Linked DNA regions of Zea mays: region 1 is linked to region 2. Evidence: chromatin contacts called from public Hi-C data. All regions are on one chromosome and are shown on one strand. Each heading gives the region's core, a stretch centred on a gene start, on an enhancer-like site or on the middle of the called end of the contact. The rest is flanking DNA. Distances are from core to core; before and after follow the strand shown.

Region 1 (5,949 bases), core at 2,485-4,984, 190 kb before region 2:
GTCGAGGATGTCGTCCAGCGTGCGTTCGCCTCCACGAGGTCCTCCCCGGGCGCGAGAGGCAGGTGGTCCGGCGGTGTGGACTTCTTCGCGAGGTCTCTTCTCCCAACGCTTGTCGGGCTGCTGATTCATGTCGCGTCGCGGTGCCGCTGGTGCTGGTTTTACTCCTCCGATGAGGTCCTGAGCTCGCTCGTCGGCGGTGATGTAGAGGTCGGCTTCCCGGAATAGTTGCTCGGAGGTAGTCAGCGCCTTCTGTAATATGGTTCGGACGAAGGCCGAGTCATTGGATCCTCTGTAGAAGTCCTCGATCACTGCCGCCTCCACGACCTCGGGGATACGATTTCTCATGGTCTGGAACCTTTTGAGGTACGACCGAAGAGTTTTGTCCCCCCGACGCTTGATGGATTTGAGGTCCCATGGTTGCGCCGGTTTGTCGGAGAGGGACTGAAAGTTGGCGGTGAAGCGCCGACTGAAGTCACTCCAGTCGTCGATGCAGTGTCGGGGTAGATGTCGCAGCCACTGCAGCGCGTCTTGCCCGAGGACAATGGGTAAGTACACGGTCATTACGTCCTCGGTCGCCCCAGCAGCTCGAGCAGCGGTGGTGTAGACGGCCAGCCAGCCTCCTGGATCCTGCTTAGGTTCATATTTGTCGACATTGGATACCTTGAAGTTAGGGGGCCATTGAATGGCCCTGAGGCGTGGAGTTAGTGCCGATACTCCACACGTGTCCTCCTGGCGTCGATGATGTTGTCTGTCCCGGGGAGGGGAGTGATCGTCGTGGTGCCTCGACCGTCCCCGGGCGGTGCCTCCGGTTGAAGCCGTGGCCGACTCGGTCCTGGTAGCCTGACTCCGTGCTGGGATGCCATGGTCTCGGTCGTACTCTTCCCGGCGGCGGATCTTGTTCTCGTGTCGTCGTTCACGCGAGGCATTGATGGAGCTCCGCGCGTCCCGGCGACTGTTGATGGTGTGTCGTAGATCGTTCGGCGGGTGAGCGAGGGGTAGAAGGTGATTGACTGCCTGAGTGAACAGCCGCCGATAGCCCTCGGCGTCGGGAGTCCGAGGGAGGCCATCAGCTATCCGAGCCAACACCCCTCCAACTTCACTCAGCGTGTTCATGGCTCGGGCGAAGTCGGGGTTCAGGTTGCACCCGAAGAGTGGATTTTCCCGACGTTGCCTTGCCTCCTGCTCGGCCTGTTCTTGAGCCCGTCGACGATCGCGCCGTCAGGAATTCCTTCGTTCCCTGAAGACACGTTCTTCCGGAGTTTCTCCTATCTCCGAGACCTCGTCTCGCGATACGGGTTGCGCTGGGTCCCGCTCCCCGGCCTCGTGATGTCGCCGGATATTTCGGCGTCGGTTCCTCCGTCTGCGGGATTCCCGCTGAGGAGGTTCCTCTCCGGGCGCAGTCGGCTCGTCGTCAGAGACGGGGGGCGACTCCACTCTCCCGATGAAGAGGACGTCGGGGTAGAATGGAGTAGCTGTCACGGCGATCTTCTTTCTGTTCTCCTTTGAGGGCAGAGGCACAGAAAGATCAGCTTGATGATCCTTTGTTTCCTTTCTCCTTGTGATTCGTGTCCATTCTTTCGTCGGAGAGGTGGACAACAGAGTTCTCCGGGCTGAGGGACCTTCAGCCCCTATCTTGCCGGGGGTGATCTTTTTTTGGAGCGCCGGAGGTTGCGTTTTTTCCTGCCTAACCCCATTTTTCTCGGAGGTTTCTGAGGAAGGCTTTCTCTTCGGCGGATCTGCGAGGTGATGCAGAGTTCCCTCCTCATCCGCTACAGATGAGATAGTACCGAAGCAAAATATGGATCCAGGGCGGAGGATGATCTTGTGCTGGAAGGTGACGGCCATTGAGCTAGCTTGGATCGATGACACACCCCCTACCTGGCGCGCCAGCTGTCGGTGTTTTGGGTCCGACTGCGCACCCGGGGTTGCTCCTCAAGGTGCTTTTTGGAGTAGGACGGTGTTATCCACTGTAGCTCGATGGTTCGTGCTAAATGCACGAGAGATAGTGGACAGTTGTGTACAGGTTCGGGCCGCTTTGAGATGCGTAACACCCTACGTCCTAGCTGGAATGCCTTATGTGGTGGGTTACAAGGGAGCTCTCTAGTGCCGGAAAACGTAGAGAGCGGGGTGGATGGCTAAGTGATGATTGATGTCTCTCTCGATCGATCGTCTTGAAGGGGTGCCCCCTAGGCCTTATATACTCGATCGTGGGACATTACATGTGGATATGATAACAACGTGAGCCGGAATAGTAGTGAACTAACTGAGTCTATCTTCCTATAATTCAGCCGACTCATCCTCGCCCAGTTCCGACGTACGGGGCTCCTGTGCGGGAAGGTCGGGTCACTGCTGCAATTACTGCTCGGATGTTGTTGGGCCGTCTGGGCTTGTACCGATCAGACCTTGTGCTGATTTGTCTCACTGTTCGTTCCTCCCAGGCCCACGAGGGGGATGACCTTATGAATTAAGGGGTCTTTGGGCCTCTCGTGAGGTCTTTTATCCTTCTAGTGGACCCGGTGGATATCTGTCCCCCACACGAGCGCTTCGCTGTACCGAGTGTCCTGCACTCGGTAAACTGTCTCGTTACCGAGCGCAGGACTTTGCCGAGGGTGGCACTCGGCAAATAGTCTTTGCCGAGTGTCCGATAAAAAACACTTGACAAAGACTTCGGCACTCGGCAAAGGCCCCATATAGAGATATATGGGTCAGGGAATCCAAAGTGTCTCGTATTCCTCAATTCATCTATAACGTTTTTTTTTTGTTTTTTTTCCGTATCTTTGAATTTAGGTCTACTGCTTTATTGCTGCAGGTTTTGCAAAAGCAAACTTCAAATGAATGCGGTGAATGCACTCAAACATGTCTCCTCGCTCGCAACCAAACAAGACGAGCTAATAACCAATATCCAGACTTATTCAGGCGTGACATTTGGGCGTTGCTGTCTATCTCAGGTGAGCAGCCTCCATCGATTAATATTTCTAAATTTCGACGACGCGCGTGACATGGCGCTTATTAATTTAGTTAAATTCGTGTGTGGCGTACCCGCGTAAACATATTCAATTATTCAGTGCTAATTAACGTGCCGACGACAGATCCTCAGTAACCAGTTTGGGGTGAATTAATTAGCAAGCTTCGAAGTATGTCCCTCTGGTCGGTACCCGAGAGATACAGCTTCCCTTCTCGCTGCAGATGTGACTAAAACGTTGGAGACGCTAGATCCACCAGAATCATCGAACGATACGTGTGTGAGAGAGAGAGAGTGGAGATGGCAACAGGGGGCGTTCCCCGACAGGGAACCGGAGTATAGAACGATGAATGAAGTGGTTAACAAGTCACCCACCCCCGCGAAACCAGCTGTTGGAGAGCGGGAAGAGACGGCAATCTCAAGGAGATACGTACGATCGAGACAACAATGAAACATAAGAAAATTCCCAATGACGACAACCAGATGTGGCTCCATTATTTTACGTCGATGGTTGCGATGATGACTGAAATATCATATAGTACATATCAGTTGGTCAAGCAAATGTGCCCCAAAAGGGGATCCTGGCAGGAATCGCCAATAAAAAAAAGGCTCGGTGGTCGTCGATGGCTGCTGCGTTTGCGTAGAAACTTGAGCTGCTAAAATTGGGGATACGAAGAATTCGGGCCGTCAGCCCGTTCATGAATAATATGCACTTAAACGGGCCTGGGCCTAGAGGCGGCACATTCATGCTGGGGATACAAAGTAAACAACTATCCATCCAACTACATAATGATCCGGAAATCCTTACAAGAAGAGAAGTAGCCGTCAATCCAACTGGAACAGGGGGGTGGTTACGAAACGACGCACACTGACTCACGCGAACGCATTGCCGACGGGCGACGGCCGCGACGAGCCCCCCCTCCCTGTGTGGAACGAAGCATCTTGCTTGCGGATTCCATCCAGGGCGCGTACGGGCAAATAAAACCCATTCTCGGTTGCTTTGCTCGCGGGACGTCGACCAGTTTCCTTTCGTCACCTCTAGTACAGTGGAGTACAGTGTAGCCTGTAGTGCTACTGTAGTCTGTGGGTCTGAAGAACACGTTCGTTGGACGGAGAAACAGCCGGGACGGAGGCGCAGGATGGGCGCGCGGCGTCGCCGTCGAGGTGCTCTCCCCCACCCCCCCCCCCCCCCCCCCTCGTCAAATGCGGCGCCTGTAGTCCGCGCACACGTCGTCGGCCGAGACTCCGTGTTCCCTGCCTCCCACATCAGCTAGCTCACTCTATTTTGATAGCGATCCTGGTGATCGAGACCGCCCGGGCGGGCGGCGGTAAACTTACGCCTCCCCGTCTCTAGACCGCTACTGTCACGACAAACGCCACTCTCAACTACAAGATCGATCCATTATTAGGGTCTGTTTTGTAGTGTAGTATTTTTATGGTTTTACTGATAAAATATGGCATTGAGAAATGCTATGGGTTTTTGAGATACGTTTTGTGTTTGGTTGCTCCTTAAAAACTACAGTTCTAAATAGTATGGTATCTCTCAAACAACGATTTTTTTTACAGTATTGTACTTGAACCTAAAGTTTTCGGAAAAACGGAACCCTGTGTCCTTGATTACGCGCGTCCGACGTCTAGTTACGCGCTCTTTTTATGTCTCCCGTCTCTAGTCCGCTACTGTCACGGCAAACGACACTCCCAGCTCCAAGATCGATCCATTATTAGGGCCTATTTTGTACTGTAGTATTTTTATGGTTTTACTATAAAATTTCGACATTGAGAACTGCTATGGTTTTTAGGTACGTTTGTGTTTGGTTTGTCCTTAAAAACTACAGTTCTAAATAGCATGGTATCTCTGAAATTGTGGTTTTTACCGTATTGAATATTGTACTCGAACCTAAAGTTTTCGGTAAAACGGAACCGTGCGTCCTTGATTATGTGCGAACGACGTCTAGCTCACTCTATTTTGATATTGATCCTGGTGATCGAGACCGGGCGGGCGGGCGACGGTAAACTTACGCCTCCACGTCTCTAGACCGCGCAAACGACACTCATATCAACTCCAAGATCGATCGATTATTAGGGTCTATTTTGTAGTGGACTATTTTTATGGTTTTACTGTAAAACTATGGCATTGAGAAATGATATGGTTTTTTGAGATGCGTTTTGTGTTTGGCTGCTCCTTAAGAATTACAGTTCTAAATACCAATGGTATCTCTGAAACTACTGTTTTTTACAGTATTGAATATTGTACTCAAACCTAAAGTTTTCAGTAAAACGGAATATACATCCTTGATTACGCGCGTGTCCGGTGTCTAATTACGCGCTCTTTTTCCACTCGCGCGCTATTAACATGTACCTTCCTTTCCATCCCCCCAAACCCTCCTTATCCACGTAGCTCGTCTCGTACCGTACCGCCGCCACCGACGATGTCGTGTCTTCTCCATCCGAGATGCGAGGGCCAACAAATAAAACCAGATCTGATATGTCCTTCCTTTCTTCTCCCTTCCTTACCCAGCCTGCCTCTAGTCTTGGAAATGGTAGTGGTAGCGTCGAGCTCACCCCCACCGCCGCTAGTCTTTGGATGCCTCCATGCGAGCTCACCTCACCCGCAGAGTTCACCTCCAAGCGAGCTCCAAGCCGACGAGCCCCCTGTCCCCCTCGCTAACCTGCCTCCCCCGCCGAGCTCCTCTCCGCCCATTTGGAAGCTCTCAGCCTTCCTTGTTTGCGTGTGCACCGGACAGTGCATAGTACAACGATCAGCAGTGCTTTCCTTTTCTAGAGCACTGAACTGTCCGGTGAGGGGCACCGGACTATTTGGTGCGCCACCTGACCATTGGAGCCTGCTGACATGGTTGATAGCCGTTGGATGTCCATCACACTGGACTGTCCACGCGCTCTGTCCGGACCGTCCGGTGAATTATAGCACAGGGGCCCAGCTGAAGTCGAGAGCGGCCTCTTCGGCCGTAAAATCGTCGGACTGTCTG
Region 2 (5,750 bases), core at 25-2,524:
GGTATGATTTTGTACAAAAGGACTAGAAACAAACATAAAACATAGGTGGGGTCATTTTTAAAACATGACTTCAAAAAAAAAAGATCCCCAAGGATATTAAAAAAAAAGAAATTCCCATGGAAAGGAACCCTTGAATATCCTAGTGCTGGATTTTGTCGTTATCTATTTATCACCACAACCTGATACAGATGAAGTGTACGGTATCCTTTTGGGTGGACTGGGACTAGCTGGGACAATGCAAATATAGAAAATGGCAAATCAGGCAATTAGTTGTCTGCCGCCGGAGGGCAACAAGGGCCATATGTGATATGTGTTTTGTCCCATGGTGAACCAGATGCTATGCTACTCCCCTTCTGAGTTCTTTATGACACGGAATAGGCCCGCGCGGAGGCATGTGCGGCCCGTGCTCACGAACAGGGCCCCAATCCTTCAAGGCCCCTAAAATAATAGTCACCAATAGTTTAATCAGTACACAGTTCAGTAATTAGCTCAGTAAGGAAAATAAATCAACTAATCTTTAAGCAAATCTTCTTCTCATGAGTTAAATCAGTTGTTTGTGTGGTATCTTTGTCTTTGATCACGACTACATCTCCATTTAAACGTAAATGTCGTTCAAGATTTCATTTTAAGGAATAATACTATCCAAGTAAAATTATACAATATAAAATTGAATAGACAGCTAGACACAATTCTTAATATAATATTTTTATCATATTATCATAGCCTATATTAGTGTAGTTCTAGTTTATAGATTGATATTCCGGAATTTTGTACAGGGCCTTAGATTTTACTGGCCCGGCCCTCAAAACTCGATCAGAGCACATCCAGTACAAAGCACCGCAGCGGCTGCGCTGATATTAAGGTGAGCTAAAGTTTAAAATTAATTTTAGATTTATTTTGTAGTTTAGAATTAGAACATTAGACGACGAAATCTAAACAGCTGGTAAAGTCTACGACGGGTGCGGCGGAAGACTAGTAGGAAGCCGCTCCCCTGATGGCTGCAGCAGGCCTGCCTGCAACTCGCTCCTTTTTTTCTGCATACCGCCACCGCGTCCAATAATACACATACACCGCGCCGCTGCATTATTCACGTTTTCTACGGTTGTTCCCCCCCCCCCCCCCCCCCTTCTCTGTCTCTCTCTTTCCACGGGACGCCCCTGCGCTGCGCTCGCCACTCTCTCTCTCTCTCTATCTTCCGCTCGTCGTCTCTTTGCGTGCGTGCTCCTCTATTTAAGGCCGACTCCTCCCTCGGCGGCAGGAGGGCTTCGTGTCACAGCTAACTAGCGTCCCCCTGCTCTGCTCTGCCTCCTTTCGTCACAGCCTCGCCTCGGCGGACGACCAACAAGGTCGCCGGCCAGCCAGGGCGGACGGTCGCCTGCTGCTGCTGCTGAACCCTGCACCACCTCGGCGGCGTCGTCCTCTTCGTCAGCTAGCAAAGCATTCCCTGGCTACATAGGTAAGGAAAGAAACCCTTCTTTGTTTGTTCGTCTTGCTGTCATTTTGTTGTTCCCTGCGTCAGTACAGTAATCCCCCCCCCCCCCCCCCCCCCCCCGGGCACGCACAAGCCTGTTTGGAAGTTGCAGTCGTACGCAAGGGACCTCTTCCTAGCCTTTCCCACAGTCTCCATCTCGATATGCAGTTCAGATCATCTATCCAGAAACAAGAGAAGAAAAAAATAAAAGATCGTGCACCAAGAGATTGCGTGTGGAAATTGAATGGCTCCCTGGCCTTCGTTTACACCCTCTCCGCCAAAAATCTCTGTCAGTCGCTAGTAGCAGCAGCGGGTAAAAAAGAAGAAGAGGAGGTTGATGCTCGCCCTGAGCGCTCATGATGCCCACGTGTCAGCAAGAGCGTTGAAGGTCGTAGCATCGAGGTCAAGGGTACCTCCAATGGCGTCCGTTTACGGCCTGATTACCCCTTAAACTAATCTTGTTTAGTTAGTTTATTATGTACTATATCGTATTTGCCTTTTGGCACCGAGCGAGGGTCGGTGTACAGTGTACACGACCCGAGGCGATCCGTGGGAAATATACATTAACAACTCAGCTTCCGGATCGTGCAGCTCAAATTTCTTGTCAGATGGGTTGGTGTGCACAGCTGATTAGCTGAGATAGTACTTTAATTACTAATTAATAATAATAATAACAGGTCAGGGGAAATTTTGTATGACGTCACAGTTTTTTTTGGAGGATGAAATGGGGGGTGGTGGGCGGCGGCTGATTCCAGCTCTCGGCCGCTCCATCACGCCGTCGCCTTCACTGTGTTTTGTTTGGAGTCGCCTCCCTGTGACTGACGTCTGGAGCCCACTAGTGCGTTGACCAGACCACATAGCGCTGCTGTTTCTCTCACTCCACGCGCTGCCAGTTAATAATTTGCGGGTGGTTTCTTTTCTGGATCCAGGCAATTGTGGTTGTAGAATTGATACATGCCGTAGCATTTCGCCAAGTATTAATGACACCATCACCACGCGGATTATTCACTGGCAACGTGACAAAATCCCGACTGTCAGTCAGATCGATAGTACTACCCAAAGAACTTGTTTCGCACAGTTGTGCTGCTGATTTAACTACACCCAAAGAAGGATGTTGTTGTGAAATGTGAATGTAAAACAAAGTCGTTGCTTCGCTGTCACAGGGATCAGCAGTCACGCCACCAAACAGCCTTGGGAATCAGCTGGCGCGGCTTGATTGATTAGGGCGCGTGGGGACTCTCCGGAGAGAGCAGACAGACTACTCGATCCGTCGTTCCAAGGCGTTGGGACGTACTTGGGGAGAGGGATACCCACCCAACCGAGGCGGGCGATAATGTCGCTGGAGGTGGACAACCCAGCTGGAGGAGCAGGCGGCGGCGGCGAGTCGGCCAACCGGCTCAGCCTGAAGCGCCACGACTCGCTCTTCGGCGACGCGGAGAAGGTGTCCGGCGGCAAGTACCACGGGTCCGAGGGCAGCTGGGCCCGGACGCTGCACCTGGCCTTCCAGAGCGTGGGCATCATCTACGGCGACATCGGGACGTCGCCGCTCTACGTCTACTCCAGCACCTTCCCCGACGGCATCAAGTACAACGACGACCTGCTGGGCGTGCTGTCGCTCATCATCTACACCCTCATCATCATCCCCATGCTCAAGTACGTCTTCGTCGTGCTCTACGCCAACGACAACGGAGACGGTGAGCAGAGTATATTTCTTTGTATTTATTTACTGATCAACGACACGAGCACTGATCGATCTGCTGCTTTTCTCTCTCTCTCTCTCTCTCCCCTAGGCGGCACGTTCGCGCTCTACTCGCTCATCTCGCGGTACGCCAAGATCAGGCTGATCCCCAACCAGCAGGCGGAGGACGCCATGGTGTCCAACTACAGCATCGAAGCGCCGACCTCGCAGCTGAAGAGGGCGCAGTGGTTCAAGCAGAAGCTCGAGTCCAGCAGGGCAGCCAAGATCCTGCTCTTCACCCTCACGATCCTCGGCACGTCCATGGTCATGGGCGACGGCACCCTTACGCCGTCAATATCTGGTAATAACGGAAACATCTAGCTAGCTAGTTACTGGCATGGAGTAACTAACTAACTATCTAACTAATGTGTCCTTTGTTCATGGATGTGGGTGTTCTGCAGTGCTGTCTGCGGTGAGCGGGATCAAGGAGAAGGCGCCAAACCTGACTCAGAGTACGTGGAATATAATCGAAGAGCTAGCGCCTGCTGGCATGGTCAATGCATGACCAACTGCATATATGACTATTTTTAATTTGCTGCAGCGCAAGTGGTCTGGATCTCCGTGGCGATTCTCTTCCTGCTCTTCTCCGTCCAGCGCTTCGGCACCGACAAGGTTGGCTACACCTTCGCCCCGGTCATCTCGGTGTGGTTCGTCCTCATCGCCGGCATCGGGCTCTACAACCTCGTCGTCCACGACGTCGGCGTGCTGCGGGCCTTCAACCCGTGGTACATCGTGCAGTACTTCAAACGGAACGGGAAGGAAGGGTGGGTTTCGCTTGGCGGTGTCATCTTGTGTGTCACAGGTAACCACCCCGCCTCCTCCCCCCCTTTTTGTTTTTGTTTTGCCCTGACCACAAAAGAGAGAACTGCATAGTGCAAATCCTTGGCATTTTTGTATGCATGCGACCTGAATTCTCAATGTCCGCGACAGGCACGGAAGGCATGTTTGCTGACCTAGGACACTTCAACATCCGGGCCGTTCAGGTAATATATATATAATGGCCAAGAACAAGACCTAATTAAACTTGTAATTTGACCCAGAGGCCAGAGCCAGATGTGTCACACAAGACACAACACAACCTTGTAATCTGACAATGGCGCTTGTGTATTATTTTCCTCCTGCAGATCAGCTTCAACGGCATCTTGTTCCCATCGGTGGTACTGTGTTACATCGGCCAAGCGGCGTACCTGCGGAAATTCCCGGAGAACGTCGGAGACACCTTCTACAAATCCATCCCAGGTTTAAATAATCCATAGAACAATGGGCTTTCACATCAATAATAAATAAAGGCCCAACTAACTGACACGTTTGTTCAATTCCGCAGCACCTCTGTTCTGGCCAACCTTCATCATCGCAATCCTTGCTGCCATCATCGCAAGCCAGGCGATGCTCTCTGGCGCGTTCGCCATCCTCTCCAAGGCCTTGTCGCTGGGCTGTCTCCCCAGGGTGCAAGTGATCCACACCTCCAAGAAGTACGAAGGGCAGGTGTACATCCCGGAGGTGAACTTCATGATGGGGCTGGCCAGCATCATCGTCACCATTGCCTTCAGGACCACCACCAGCATTGGCAACGCATACGGTAAGGGATCGATTGTTGTGTTGCCTGCCTTGGATCGACCGATCGATCGAAGCTGACGTCGTGATGCTGCTGGCGCGCGCAGGGATCTGCGTGGTGACCACGTTCTCCATCACCACCCACCTGATGACCGTGGTGATGCTCGTCATATGGAAGAAGCACATCGTCTACGTCCTCCTCTTCTACGTGGTGTTCGGCCTCACGGAGATGATCTACCTCTCGTCCATCCTGTCCAAGTTCATCCAGGGCGGCTACCTCCCCTTCTGCTTCGCGCTGGTCCTCATGACGCTGATGGCGACGTGGCACTACGTCCACGTGAAGCGGTACTGGTACGAGCTGGACCACATCGTGCCCACCAACCAGATGACGGCGCTGCTGGAGAAGAACGACGTGCGGCGGATCCCCGGGGTGGGGCTCCTGTACACGGAGCTGGTCCAGGGCATCCCGCCCGTGTTCCCCCGACTCATCAAGAAGATCCCGTCCGTGCACTCCATCTTCCTCTTCATGTCCATCAAGCACCTGCCCATCCCGCACGTGCTGCCCGCGGAGAGGTTCCTGTTCCGGCAGGTCGGGCCCAGAGAGCAGCGCATCTTCCGCTGCGTCGCGCGCTACGGCTACAGCGACGCGCTGGAGGAGCCCAAGGACTTCGCGTCCTTCCTGGCCGACAGGCTCAAGATGTTCATCCAGGAGGAGGTCGCGTTCGCGCAGAACGACGCGGAGAACGACGACGAGGCGGCGACGGACCACCAGGCGCCGCCGAGGCCGCCCAGGCGGTCCACGGGCTCTGTCGTGCACAGCGAGGAGGCGATCCAGTCGAGGGGGAGCACGCACTCGGGCCGGATCACCTTCCACGCCAGCCAGACGGCGGAGGAGGAGAAGCAGCTCATCGACCGGGAGGTGGAGCGAGGGGTGGTGTACCTGATGGGGGAGGCCAACGTGTCGGCGGGGCCCAACTCGTCCGTCCT

Evidence for each region. A called contact is a pair of places that touch in the nucleus more often than the background predicts.
Region 1: a contact with region 2 is called in a Hi-C map of tassel, with 5 times the contacts expected there. The contact joins the enhancer-like site here to the promoter of LOC100502520 in region 2. A contact is called at or near these places in 9 of 25 Hi-C or Micro-C datasets (bundle sheath, ear, endosperm and 2 more).

What each region holds. Positions count from the first base shown.
Region 1 is chr2:64,121,761-64,127,709 of Zm-B73-REFERENCE-NAM-5.0, reverse strand. No RefSeq gene overlaps it. Among protein-coding and RNA genes, the nearest start is that of LOC100284094, 65 kb to the left of the region's middle. Within about 2 kb of position 3,734, at least 17 of the 20 cell types and tissues checked have an H3K27ac peak or open chromatin away from gene starts, as enhancers often do. A contact at or near this core is called in bundle sheath, ear, leaf and 1 more, where this site is marked.
Region 2 is chr2:63,927,845-63,933,594 of Zm-B73-REFERENCE-NAM-5.0, reverse strand. LOC100502520 (potassium high-affinity transporter) reads left to right here and starts at 1,274. Exons shown (of 9, transcript NM_001357849.1): 1 at 1,274-1,456; 2 at 2,635-3,165; 3 at 3,262-3,510; 4 at 3,611-3,661; 5 at 3,751-4,011; 6 at 4,140-4,192; 7 at 4,334-4,448; 8 at 4,534-4,788; 9 at 4,871-5,750. The coding sequence starts at 2,805.